Linked DNA regions of Sus scrofa: all the other regions are linked to region 2. A link is a contact called in public Hi-C and HiChIP or PLAC-seq data. All regions are on one chromosome and are shown on one strand. The core of a region is the stretch at or near the end of the contact, and the rest is flanking DNA. Distances in the headings are between cores, read along the strand shown.

What was found. Hi-C and Micro-C count contacts between places; a contact is called where the count stands out from the background. HiChIP or PLAC-seq counts read pairs in DNA pulled down with a chosen protein or histone mark.
Region 1: an H3K27ac HiChIP or PLAC-seq map of alveolar macrophages shows a contact between it and region 2. The contact joins the promoter of DHRS4 here to the promoter of HOMEZ in region 2. A contact is called at or near these places in 1 of 5 promoter capture datasets (liver) and 1 of 2 datasets of contacts at active chromatin or transcription factors (alveolar macrophages).
Region 3: a Hi-C map of heart right ventricle shows a contact between it and region 2, with 3 times the contacts expected there. The contact joins the promoter of DAD1 here to the promoter of HOMEZ in region 2. A contact is called at or near these places in 1 of 47 Hi-C or Micro-C datasets (heart right ventricle) and 1 of 2 datasets of contacts at active chromatin or transcription factors (alveolar macrophages).

What each region holds. Positions count from the first base shown.
Region 1 is chr7:75,252,939-75,257,712 of Sscrofa11.1, reverse strand. It overlaps DHRS4 (dehydrogenase/reductase (SDR family) member 4), which reads left to right and starts at 2,119. Exons shown (of 8, transcript NM_214019.2): 1 at 2,119-2,360; 2 at 3,784-3,961. The coding sequence starts at 2,230.
Region 2 is chr7:75,785,966-75,790,791 of Sscrofa11.1, reverse strand. HOMEZ (homeobox and leucine zipper protein Homez) reads right to left here and starts at 1,608. Exons shown (of 2, transcript XM_003482254.4): 1 at 1,392-1,608. The coding sequence starts at 1,431.
Region 3 is chr7:76,430,431-76,434,827 of Sscrofa11.1, reverse strand. DAD1 (defender against cell death 1) reads right to left here and starts at 2,788. Exons shown (of 3, transcript NM_213944.1): 1 at 2,520-2,788. The coding sequence starts at 2,730. It overlaps ABHD4 (protein ABHD4), which reads left to right and starts at 2,992. Exons shown (of 7, transcript XM_021099270.1): 1 at 2,992-3,101.

The DNA of each region.
Region 1 (4,774 bases), core at 870-3,369, 530 kb after region 2:
AGGTGCAGCCATAAAAAAGAAAAGAAATGGTGCTAGAGGCCAAATAAAGACGTTGCCCAGACAGGGAGCAGCCATGTGATATTCCCAGGCCAGAATGCTCTTTCCCCAAAACCCTTTCCTCTTTGGAAAGCCCCCACCTCAGCCCCCGGACCTGGCTGCCCACTTCTTCACTCTGGAGGTGAAGAGATCAAATGGGCCATGACAGCCCGTCCCTTTGAACCAAAAGCTCTGAGAGGCTGGCTCCAGCCTCCTACATCCCCTCCCCCAGGCTTGCCCGTAGGTGGAGAGCGCTGGGAAGGGTTCCCACAGTGCATTAGCTCTGAACAGGGCAGGAGGAAGAGGAGCGTCATGCTATCCAGCCTCAGTTGTCAATAATTCATGAGGTTCAGACTGAGGGGCACCAGTCAGAGAGTCAGTTTTCCTCGGACATGGGGGAAATTAGACTCAAGCTCTCTTATCTCATAGGGATGTGCTGAGTACCGCAGCTGTAACGTCTCCGCAGAGGAATAAATGACAAAGCCAGCGCATGCTTGTTGTGTCATTCACTACGCAGACACCCCCTTCGAATGCTGAAATCCTTTTCAGCTCTTCAGCTGACCTACACATACACTAAATGAATCTTTCACAAGTATTACTTCTATTCAACAGTGATTCCCGGAACTGCATTTCACAGACCAGGATTGTTTCTCCTCTAATTGTAAGGACCGACATCGAGTTGTCAGACTGGTTTTTTCACCAACAATGCTTTTCTCAACTACCCATCTGCCTTCATCATCTTCTCTTAACCAAAAGACAAACTTCAAAAAAAAAAAGAGCAAAAGCCTTTCCCAGAAAAAAAGGACTATCGGTTAAGTTAAATGAGCTTAGCTTTATGAAACTCACTATATGTTCTTTATTTTTCCTTTTTTGCCTTGAATTAGTGAAAACACTGCCATGGATCAGCCCAACTTCTCAGCCTGGCATTTGGAGGCCATGGGGTTAAACCAATTCAGCTGCTGACACGGGGTCTGTCAGGGCCTTTCTACAATGTACCATAAGCCATCCAGATTTATTAATTCTCCCAGAAACCCAGGAGGGAGATCATTTCAGCTCAGTTGGCAGAAGTGGAGGCTGAAGTCTTGGACACAGAATTTATAGGCAGAGAGGACCTTATCCATCATCTACTCTAGCATCTTCAGCTTACAGACAAAGAGCCTGGCCTGTGGCGGCAATAATAATTACTCTATGGTGGCAATAATTACTATGTGTTTAGTAGTTTACAGTTTATGAAGTGCTTACACACTAAACAAATATTTATTGAGCTAGGATGGAGGCTAGGACCTGGGGACATAACGATTAAAGAGAACCTGAGTGCTCTCGACTTCCCTGGATTTCCACCACTGTTTAGGGGACCTTCTAGCCTCCTTGCTACTGCTTAGTCCTGAAAATGGAGAAGTCCTCTTACGGTGTAGGGTATAAGAGCTCCTATCCTGTCAGGATCTTTCATTGCACACACTGGTCACTACTGGTGATGAGAGTCCGCCCTCCAGGCCTATGGGGATGGAGGAAAACTTGAGCTAGGGTGAAGGGCAGTGCCTAGCTCAGCTGCTCCCCATCATGTGTCTCTCCTGGGCTCCTCCACCCTCACCTGGGACCCTCACGTGGTGCTCTGTGGGGACCTCAGGCCTCACTGCCATGGGCAATCTCAAAACATTTGTCCTCCCGTGGGCCATTGCAATTGCAGAAGTGGACTTCCTTGGAAAACGAAGTCCATCTTGGGGTTCTGGGAAGCAAAAGCAAGCGACTCATAGTCCCCTCTCCCCCAAGAAAAGACGTAGAAGGAGGGGTGAGAAGCAGAAGTAGAAGGAGGGGTGGGAAGACAGATGAGTCTTCTGGCTCCCGGAGGTGCGGGCTGCCCTACAGGAAACCAGAACCGACAGCACGGTCCACACCCACCCGCCACGTGGACTGGGAGACTGCAAGACATCACGGCCGTGGCCGGCAGGGGGCGGCCGAGGCCACAGCGGGCCCTCAGCGCAAAGCGGGCGGGGAGCGGGAAAAGCCGTCCAAATCTAGGGCTGGTGGGGACAGTGGAGGCGGGGATAGAGGGGCGGGGAGCAGGGGGAGGGGAGAGGACAACTGGGAGCGGAATGCGCAGCTGCGCGGGGACGCGGCTCGCCCCACCCCCGCCGCTGGTTCTATTTTGTCAACTTCCCTGGGCGGGACAGAACTCAGAACCTGGTCTGCAACATGCGGGCGGCGGGGCAGTTACTGAGGGCCTGTTCCCAGACGTGGAAGTCGGTGCGGATGGCCAGCACCGGGGTGGAGCGCCGAAAACCGCTCGAGAATAAGGTGGCACTAGTAACAGCCTCCACTGACGGGTGAGTGCCCGGGGGCCCAAGTCTCAAAGGCACCCCGCTGTCTGCAAACAGGTACTAATTCCTTGTCCTTTGCCTCCTGTGCCCCCGTCCTCAGGCCTCACACATAGCCAGAGTTCCTCCCAGGCAGGAAGGAACCACGTGGTTGGCCTGCGGCCCCTCGGAATGCCCAGGGCCTGATCACCACCCCACACTCATTGCCAGCCCTCTTGTCACTGTTGCCTCTGGCTCTACTGCTCCACCTTGGTGCTGACCCTACCTCACCCCCATCAGTCCAACCTCCCAGGGTCCTGGACTGAAATCCAAAACAGTCCAGATGCCAAAAATCCATCCAGTGCCTCCACCCACTGTGGAAATGTTCCAGGCACCCCATTTTGACACCCAGGAGTCTCACAGAGCTGCACCCCTTACCTAGAACAGACACAAGACCCATATGCTGTCCAGATTTAATTTTTTTTCTCTTTTTAGGTTCCCAGGCTAGGGGTCTAATGGTAGCTACAGCTGCTGGCCTACACCACAGCCACAGCAAAGCTGGATCCTCAACCCACTGAGCAAGACTGAACCTGTGTCCTCATAGATACCAGTCGGATTTGTTAACCGCTGAGCCATGAAAGGAACTCCCAGATGTGTGTTTAGTTCTGTACATTTTGGCCTCCCTCACCTAGCCTGTTTCTCACTAACCACTTTTGTCTACGCTGTTTCTTATCCCCACAGAATCTTGCTAGATGCCAGCTCTTCACAAATCTCAAATACAAATGGGAAATGCTAATGGCTAACAAGGGCAATATATGTAACCTTTTCTCCAGAGGGGGTATGTAAAAAATTTACGTTTGTGGAGTTCCCATTGTGGCTCAGCTGCAACCCAACTTCTATCCATGAGGACTCAGGTTCAATCCCTGGCCTCCCTCAGCGGTTTAAGGATCTGGCATTGCCGTGAGCTGTGGTATAGTTTGCAGACAAAGCTTGGATCTGGTGTTGCTGTGGCTGTGGTGTGGGCTAGCAGCTGCAGCTCCGATTTATTTGACAAAAGATAACTCTTAAAAGATAACTAAGGAGAGAATATTGAGATGATGTAGACTAGTAGATATTTGGGCGAAGGGGCTTTTCTGAGTGAGACTGTCCAATCAGAGTCTCACTGCTATACCCCTACCTCATTTCTCTCCCCTTAATCCCTGAGGGATGGGGGGCCTGTGACCATGGGAACCTCACCTCAGGGTCCTGAGAAAAATAAGTAAACCAATGCCGAACATATGCTAAGCTTGTCCATCTTTATGGTAATGGCTATGCCATCAACCTTGCCTAACACAGGAGGTCATACAGAGGGAGAGCTGGAATTCAGAACGGAGGCAGTCTGACTCAAGAGCCCATGCTCTTACTCGTTTCCTGTGCTAGGCTTGACTTATCCTTATCTCTCTCTGGCCCACAGGATCGGCCTCGCCATCGCCCGGCGTCTGGCCCAGGATGGGGCCCACGTGGTGGTCAGCAGCCGGAAGCAGGAGAATGTGGACCGGACAGTGGCAACACTGCAGGGGGAGGGGCTGAGCGTGACGGGCACCGTGTGCCACGTGGGGAAGGCCGAGGACCGGGAGCGACTGGTGGCCATGGTGAGCAATAGGATATGAGCACAGAGCCTGGACAACATGGGTGTGATCCATGCTGGCACTGTTAACTAAAAGATAACAGTGTGTTCCGCATACTCACACAAGTCCACCAGCACATTTTTATTGTGTAACTTTCAGTTCTGTCTCCAAAAATCATCCCATCTCAGTCAAAAAATCAAAAACCACTCTAAGGCTGCAACCCTGCACTGTCCCTTGGGGCACCCAAAAAAAGCCAGCTGGTCCTGGCTTTTCAGTAGCTTCCAATCTCATTGGGCAGATGAGAAGGGTAATTACAATCACAAAGTGGGTATTCCCACTATGAGCTAATAAACTGTTTATTCATCTTTTAAAGTTGAGTCCCTAGGAGCCTGCAGGAGGCAGCCCACCATGTTTCAACCACCTACTGTGTGCCATTCACTTTGTTCAGAGCCTTATGTGGGTTATCTTTTTGTTTGTTTGTTTGTTGTGTTTTGTTTTTTAGGGCCGCACCCACAGCCTATGGAGATTCCCTGGCTAGGGGTGGAATCAGAGCTATAGCTGCCAGTCTATACCACAGCCACAGCAACACCAGATCCAAGCTTTGTCTGCAACCTACACCGCAGCCCATGGCAATGCCAGATCCTTAACCCACTGAGCGAGGCCAGGAACCAAAGCCACGTCCTCATGGATACTAGACCGGTTTGTTACTGATGAGCCACAATAGGAACTCTGTGGATTATCTTTAAACAGCAACGCAAACAAAGCCAGGACTAGTCTCCCTGTTTAAAGGCTGGTTTAGAAAGCTAGAGCAACATCCCCAGTCCTACAGCTGATAAG
Region 2 (4,826 bases), core at 359-2,858:
CCAAAATCACCTGCTTCCTTCAGTCGTTCTGTGTCCTCAGGCATGGTGTGTGATATTCCAAGCCTGCTTAGGCCTATTGTTTTTCTGTGTTTATATAAATTCAACATCACATAAACCTATGAAAAAATTAGTATGTTAAGAATTGTTCCTATGAAAACAGTCACATGCTTTCAAAAGACGTAATACAAAGGAGCGTACATTTTAAAAAACTTGAGAGTAGGCAAGACAACTGTAAAAGAATGGAAGGGGCAGGGGACTTAAAAATCTCAAGAGGTATTCCATTCAGATTTAAATGTTTTTAAATTTGTGTTTAAATTTCCACTTCACTATAAAGAAACGAAACCTGGAAATCACAGATGAGAGGCAGTGGCTCCTGTCTCAGACTGCACATTAGAATTACCTGGAAAACTGAAACCAGAGCATTCACCTCCTCACTCCGACTTAATTAGCCTGGACTAGGGCCCAGGCATAAGTAGTTTTAAAAAGTTCTCAGGGTGCAGTCAGATTTGAGATTTGCTTATGTAGTTTATACTACAAAGGCAACTGGGACTGCCAGTCAGCAGAATGTACACAAAGAAAACGCCTGGACACTAACCCAAGAGATTGGTGAAATGAATGTACTTTTAATGACAATGCTTAAGATGTGTATGCATCATTTAAAAATTCCCAGCTGGCTTTTTTGTTTTCAATTACTGCCACCTACCTATCTTAACCATAAAAAGCGCTTCAAAGGTATGGTGAGAAGGGGGGTCATATGATAAAAGATCTCATCTGGGCCCACATTACCAAATAGGTCTCAGCTTGAGTCTTTCGGTTCAGAAGTCTCAGATTAGGACGCAACACCAGGAACCTCTGAAGACTCAGGTTCTCACTTTACTGGTTTGATTTTCTGAGTATGGCTGGGTAAAGGGGTCAGAAGGAGTAGTTTCTCTTAAACCTTTCATTCCCAAAGGCCACTGCTCCCCAGGAATAAGGCCAGGTTTCTGTGCGTGTGTTGAGGTCGCCAGGAGGTAGTCGTGGAGGGGAGGAGGGGAGGCCTTGGGAAGGAAACGTTTCTCCTATCCTCCATTTCACAGGCAGTCTAGAAGGCTCCGAACTGGGTCAGAGAACAAAAAGTTGCTGCACTTGGGGCGATGAGCCCCAGAGAGCAGGCGAATCTTTATCCTCCCCTTTCCGAGGGCGTCCCAACCCTGCTTTCCCCTCCTCCCTACACACCCACTCACCCTCCCCCAGTTACAACAGGGAACCGAAAAGTCCAGAGGAGAAAGGAGAGAGAACCGGGCAACTTCGAACCCAGAATTCTCCTCCCCCTAGCGCGGGGATGGAACTCCAGAGGTCGGAGATCGTACACGGGCTGGGAGGGGAAGTCGAAAGGGCTGGGGATCACTCACCGCTGTCCGGCCCGGGCGGCGGCTCCCAGCCTCGCACCATGGGCCGGGGGGAAAGGGGGAGAAAGGGCAGGGGGCCTCCGGGGTGAGAATAGGGTTGCTGCCCGGTGCGGCCTGCTCCGAGCCCACCCGCGCCGAGGGCCAGGACCGGGACTTGCCCCCCTCCCGCCCCCGAGAGCGCGCCGGTCAAGCCCAGCCCAGCTCCAGCGAGTTGGAGGCGGGGCGGATGGGTGGGGCGGGCCCCAGGGGCGGTGCCAAGGTGGCCAGAGTCCTGATTGGTGGGTTTAAGGAGGCGGGCCCCGGCGGAAGGGGCTGAGCCGGCCATTGGCAGCGTGGGTCTCTGTTGAAGTCCGCTATTGGCTGCGTTGTGCCTCAGCCGGGGTGACTATTGGGTGCGTGGGACAGGGAAGATGTCCCCCCGCCGCTAGGGTGCCGTGAATGGTACTCCGCCCCGCGCTCCCCCGCCCCCCCCACCTTGTGGGCACCGGATCTTCGGAGTCCACAGGGCCCTGTTCCTGCTGGAATTCCCCAAGGAATTCACAGCAGTTTGTTGAACTGTCCAGACCGCCTACAAACTACTCCTTATTTGTTTCCTCCGGAAGGAAGACTTTTTCTGTATTCCTTTCCCAGCTCACACAAGGAGGCGCGCGTTCCCAGCTGCCGTCGGCGGCGTCACTGTAAACGCGTAGAGCAACCGGGAACTTGTATAGAATGTCTTGGCCACCCCGAAAGACAAGGATCCTAGCAGCCTGGCACCTTGGGCCGCTTCCCGGGTCCAGTTGTCACCAGACGGATGTTCTCAAAGAGGAAGTGCTGGAGGGGTCACCTTGTTTAGGACACTCCACACCTCCCCAGGCCCCCCTTTCTGCCATAGTAAAGAGGACCTGGAGCTGTAACTCATATTTGGGACCGTGGGTTTTGCTGTCAAGAAAGGGTTTACACTAAAACAGTATTCCACACCACAATTCTGGGCCGTAAATTTGTATAGTCAGGATTCTCAGTCTTCTGACTAAAACTTGGGAACAGTACTTTTTTTTCCTTCTTTCTTATTGTAGTCAATTTACAATGTTCTGTCAATTTCTGCTGTACAGCAAAGTGACCCAGTTATACATATATGGGAACAGTACTTTCAGAAGTGACTCTTCTGTATTCCACAGACTTCACCCCTTCTCGTGTACCCCCTAAAATTCAGCCATCATAACTGCTACTTCTGATTCTTCACCACTCCACACTAAGGTCTAGAGCTTTTTTAGGATTGCAAAGCATCAGAAATATATCTGTGCTTCAGCTCAGAACCCTATTTTCTTTTGTGTGCCTTGCGTTTGCCCATTCCTCTCCTCTCTCCCTCAGCACATTTAGTAACAGTCTCAGCTCCTAAAAGCTGTGTCCTTTAAGCTAGTATCCCACAAAAACATCATAGGAGTAAGCAACAGAAACAATATTCTCAGTTTTAGAATTAGAAACTTTTAATCTCTTAGGATTAAGCCAGGGCTGTGGCATATACAGATCTTCTCTTAAATCATGACTTATTACAATATCCCAATGGTTTGTATGTAACGAAAGAAGGGAAAAGTGAAATATTTCAGGCAGTGGCTGCTCGCAATTGTCAGTTCATTCTCTTATAATCCAAACAATGAGCTTGTTTGTCTGGAAAGCCGGGCAAGCACTATAAGAATTTAGTGGTTGCCCCTGAAGGTTTCAATCAGTCACTCTGGACATCACTGATCATGGGCTGCGAATTACGAAGGGTAGACAACTCAGCCACCTTTCTTGTCTCAGAAGGATACTCATTCCCAAGTTAGGAGTAGGGAACAGAACTGAAGACAGATTTAGGAGAAGAATCCAAGGAAAGGAGAAGAAAGACCTCTGGCAGTTCTGGAGAGCAGGCTAAAGCCTCCCTCTTTTGTGTGGGTTTCATCCTAACACTTTAGAAGATGGAGTAGATTGGGATGGGGGAGGGGAAGAGAGGAAGCGGTCCAGACTGACATTATCAGAGAAGGGAGGGTCCCACCTTTTGCAAGACAATAATCTTCCCAGCTCTTCTAAGGACTAGGGCTGCAGAATTTGGATTTACCAGGTCATCCTCAACCTTTGGTGAAAACACCCTCTCCCATTTGCAGGGTTCAGTAAGATTTGCAGGGCTGATCAAACACATAATTTACCCAATAGCTGAGAAAGCTAGAGGAACTTAAGGCCTCTCCCTTGCACTCTTCCAAAGCACTGAAAGAGTCCTAATAATGTGTTAATATAGTCATAGGTTTTTGTAGAATTTGAGAAAAAATAATTTAAACCGCAGTTGGTCAATATTGATGTCTCTTTCCTTTCTGACTTCCCCTCCATCATACTTCTCCTTTTATACAGTGGCAGTGGAGAAGCCATGGGCATTTTGGGATTGACTAACAGTGTTGAGTTGGGGATGTATTTAGTTTGGGTTTAGGAGGTATGCATCTGTGGTTTGCAGTTACTTCTGTGAATAGTTAAATATTAAGTGTAGTGTTATGGGCTGAACTGTGTCCCCTTGAAATTCTTATGTTAAAGTTGTAACTCCCAGTACCTTGGAATGTAACTGTATTTAGAGATAAGGTCTATAAGGTAATTAAAATGAGGTCTTTAGGAGTTCCCGTCGTGGCGCAGTGGTTAACGAATCCGACTAGGAACCATGAGGTTGCCGGTTTGGTCCCTGCCCTTGCTCAGTGGGTTAACGATCCGGCGTTGCCGTGAGCTGTGGTGTAGGTTGCAGACGCGGCTCGGATCCTGAGTTGCTGTGGCTCTTGTGTAGGCCGGTGGCTATGGCTCCGATTGGACCCCTAGCCTGGGAACCTCCATATGCCGCAGGAGTGGCCCAAGAAATAGCAAATAGACAAAAAAAATAAATAAATAAAAAATAAAATGAGGTCTTTAAGGGTGAGTCCTAATTCAATGACTGCTGTCCTTATAATAAGAAATTTGGATGCAGATATGCAGGTAGGAAAGACCATGTGAAGACTTAGGGAGAAGATGGCAGTTTACAAGCCAAAAGAGAGGAACCTTGGAATGAAATCAACCCTGCTGACCCAGATCTCAGTGTTCTAGCCTCAAATCTGTGAGAGAATTTCCACTGTTTAAGCCACCCACTCTGTGGTATTTTGTTATGGCAGCTCTAACAAACTAGTACATACAGCTTTCAGCAATACTCCTAATGTCAGCAATTCAGAGTTTATGACATTCATTATTGCAAATTTGAAAATGCACCAAAATCTTACACCACACATATTAAAGAAATCTGGGGGCGTTCCTGTTGTGGCTCAGCAGTAATGAAACTGACTTATATCCATGAGGATGCAGGTTCAGTCCCTGGCCTCACTCACTGGGTTAAGGATCTGGTGTTGCTGTGAGCTGTGGTGTAGGTCACAGACGCAGCTCAGATCTGGTGTTGCTGTGGTGTAGGCCAGCAGCTGC
Region 3 (4,397 bases), core at 1,539-4,038, 640 kb before region 2:
AATCTTTGACAAAGGAGACAAGAATATAAAATGGGAAAAAGACAGTCTCTTCAGCAAGTGATGCTGGCAAAACTGGACAGCTGCATGTAAATCAATGAAAAGAGAAAACACCCTCACACCATGCAAAAAAATAGTCTCGAAATGGTTTAAAGACCTAAACAAGACACCATAAAATTTCTAGAAGAGAACACAGGCAAAACATTCTCTGACATCAACACTACAAATATTTTCTTAGGTCAGTCTCCTAAAGCAATAGAAATAAAAATAAACCGGTGGGACCTAATCAAACTTACCAATTCTTGCACAGCAAAGGAAACCATTAAAAAAAAAAAAAATACAACCTAGGGAATGGGAGAAAATAGTTTCAAATGATGCAACCAATAAGGGCTTAAATCTCCAAAATATACAAACAACTCATACAACTCAACAGCAAAAAAACAAAGAATCCAACTGAAAAATGGGCAGAAGACCTGAACAGACATTTCTCCAAAGACATATGGATGACCAACAGCCAAAGAAAACATGCTCAACATCACTAATTATTAGAGAAATGCAAATCAAAGCTACAATGAAGTACCACCTCACACACGTCAAAATGGCTATTATGAACAAGCCTACAAATAACAAATGCTGGAGAGTGTGGAGAAAAGAGAACGCTCCTACACTGTTGGTAGGAATGTAAACTGGTACAACCACTACGAAAAACAAAATGGAGGTACCTCAGAAAACAAAATATAGAACTACCATATGATCAGCAATCCCACTCCTGGGCATCTATCCAGACAAAACTTTCATTGAAAAAGACACATGCAGAGTTCCCATTGTGGTGCAACAGAAATGAATCTGACTAGGAACCATGAGGTTTCGGGTTTGATCCCTGGCCTCGCTCAGTGGGGTAAGGATCTGGTATTGTCATGAGCTGTGGTGTAGGTCGAAGACGTGGCTCACATCTGATGTTGCTGTGACTGTGGCGTAGGCCTGCAGCTGTAGCTCCAATTTGATCCCTAGCCTGGGAACCTCCATGTGCCACAGGGGTGGCCCTAAAAACCAAAAAAAAAGAGAAAAAGATATATGCACCCTTATGTTCATTGCAGCACTAACTCACAACAGCTAAGACACGGAAACAACCTAAATGTCCATCAACATATGAATGGATTAAGAAGACGTTGGAGTTCCCATTATGGCACAGCAGAAATGAATCCCACTAGGAACCATGAGGTTGCGGGTTCAATCCCTGGCCTCACTCAGTGGGCTAAGGATCTCGCGTTGCCGTGAGCTGTGGTGTAGGTCACAGTTTCGGCTCAGATCCCACGTTGCTGTGGCTGTGATGTAAGCCGGAAGCTGTAGCCCCAATTGGACCCCTAGCCTGGGAATCTCCAAAGCTTTGAGGGTGGCCTTAAAAAAAAAAAAAAGACATGGTGTATATATACAGTGGAATACTACTCAGCCAAAAAAAAGAACAAATTAAATGTCATTCGCAGCAACATGCATGGAACCAAAGACTCTCATACTAAGTGAAGTAAGTCAGAAAGAGAAAACAAACAAAAAAAAATGGAGTGTCCATTATGGCTCACATTAACAAATCCAACTAGCATCCATGAGGACTCACCTTTGATCCCTGGCCTTGCTCAGTGGATTAAGGACCCAGTGTTGCCACAAGCTGTGGTGTAGGTCACAGACACAGCTTGGATCTAGCGTTGCTGTGGTGTAGGCCAGCAGCTGTAACTCCAATTCGACTCTCAGCCTAGGAAATTCCATATGCTGTGGGTGTGGCCCTAAAAAGCAAAAAAAAAAAAAAAAAAAAAAAAGGAAAGAAAGACAAATACCATATATCGCTTATATCTGGAATAATGGCACAAATGAATCTATCTACAGAAAAGAAACAAACCCATGGACATGGAGAACAGGGAGAAGGGGAGGGAGTGGGATGGGCTGGGAGTATGGGGTTAGTAGATGCAAACTATAGCACCTAACCCTAGAGTGGATAAGCAATGAGATTCTGCTGTATAGCATAGGGAACTATATCTAATCATCAGTGATGGAACACGATGGAGGATAACGTAAAAAAGAATATATATATATATATATACATATACACATACATATGTATAACTGGATCACTTTACTGTACAGCAGAAATTAATAAAACATTGTAAGTCAACTATAGTAAGTTTAAAAATAAAAAAAAAAAGTCTACCAACTTCAAAGTTGTGTTAAAGCTAGGTGGAAATTGGGAAGAAGTTTTCCCTGGACTATATATACAAAGTGAAGAGGATCACCAGGTTGCACAGCAGCATGAAAGTGGTTTCTATATTTAATTCCAGCTCCTTGGTGATTCTCCAGTAACAGGCACGCCACCTGTCTGACCCTCCATTTCCCCATTCACAAAGAGAGAGCAATGCAGGCTCCTCTCATAACTTGACAAGGCAGTGTTCTGATACAAAGAGACGAGCACTGTGGGAATAAAAGCAGCGCACCAAAGAAACACATTATTATGGAGATTATTACTGAATCATTACCCGCTAGAATGAAGCTCCCCACGCAAGAGATAAAGCCGGAGAGGAAAGAGTTGAAGGGGAAGGTCCCCACGAGGAGACAGTAACCGAATTGCAGCGCCCCGGTCAGCAGTATATACAAGAGATATGCATCCAACAATTTCAGACGCTGAGGAGTGGAGCTCAAGTACTCTTCTAAGAACCGGGAGATTACCGACAACACCGACGCCGACATGACTATAAACTTGGTACTTCGGCCGGCGTACCCCAAGCTCCTAGAGTACCAGACGACCACACCGGATGTAGTCTTAGCGCATGCGCAGCGGTACAGCCCAGCTCCGTCCTCCCCGATTTGCGCAGGCGTATAGACCGACCAAGGCGCGAAACAACCAATGCGCAGACGCAGAATACATCCTCAAAATGAGAACTACAGCCAGAGAAAGCTAGTGCGCCTGCGCAACGGATCTTTCCCTGTGCTGGAGACGTGTACTCTTTTTGTTCCATTTCCGCCGTCAGGTTGGTGACGCCCACAGTTGCTCTAGCAACAAGATAGTGCGGGAGGAAGACCGGGAGAGGCTTTACAGCCAATAGCGAAGCTACTCCGAGGTTTGGAGTCTCTTTGGTTCACTCACGTTCTCAAACATATACTATTTAGATCTGCTATAGGGCAATGTCTGGCGCTCTCCGGGTTCAGTACTTGTTCGGTCCTAATTCTGTTAAGGGCGCTAACTGCGATCCGTCCCAGATCATTGGAGCAAGTCAGGTTGCCCCAAAGTTGGAACCACCCGATCAGTGTCTGAGCGGGCACCAGTTTAGACGTGGTTATTGGGGGTGGGAGGTGTGGGGCGGAGTGGGGGAGCTCGACTTTACCCGGTCCTGAACTGGCTTTAGGATCTAGACTTGGGGACGCTTATTAATAAGAGCGATAGAATCAAACCTCAGGTATTCATTCAGCAGACATTTATTGGGCTCCTCCACATTTTTTGAATTGTAGTTAGTCAATTGTAGGTATTCTTCGGTGAATCTGATAGTCTTAAAAGAGCTGGGGGTGGGCGTGGGGTGAGAAAGTCGATTAAATTGCATAGAGTATACGATCAAGTTTAGCAGCGTGCTACTCCCAACCTAGCATCTTGAACCTGTTGTTGAACTATCCCAGAATGTCAGTGCTGAAAGGCCTGAAAGAGCATTGCCTGGTGCCTGGTTCAAACTCTACCCCTTCCGATTTATTTTGCAGAAGAAAATGAAGGTTTAAGGTTTTGTATTTTAACAAGTGGAATTAGTTACTTGTATTTAGTGTTTTAACCTTTTTGAAAAATAAGGTCCACCTTAGTTTCTGGCTTTTGCCGCGTTTTTTGTTTTGTTTTGTTTTTTTCCCATGCCAGAGGCTTGTGGAAATTACCCTGGCCAGGGATCAAACCAGGTCACAGCAGCAACCCAAGCCACTGCAGTGACAATGCCAGATCCTTAACCCACTGTGCCACAAGAGAACTCCTGCTGCCCTTTTATTTTAGGTGAATCTGATCTAACAGACCTAGCTCATCGCACTTTCAGCTGCAAGTAGCATATAACCAGGTACTTTTTCAACTTATTAGTAACTTTAAACTATCCTAGCCACTCAAGCAAAATTCCTAAAACAGCAAGTAAACCTTCCTTAGTTTTCATTTGTTGTTTGTGTTCACACTGGAACCAGGAGTTCCCGTGGTGGCTCAGTGGTTAACGAATCTGACTAGCATCCATGAGGATGTAGGTTCGATCCCTGGCCTTATTCAGTGGGTTAACGATCCGGCGTTGCCATGAGCTGTGGTGTAGGTTGCAGATGTGGCTCGGATCTGGCGTTGCTATGGCTGTGGTGTAGGCCAGCAGCTGTAGCTCCAATTCAACCCCTGGCCTAGGAATCTCCAT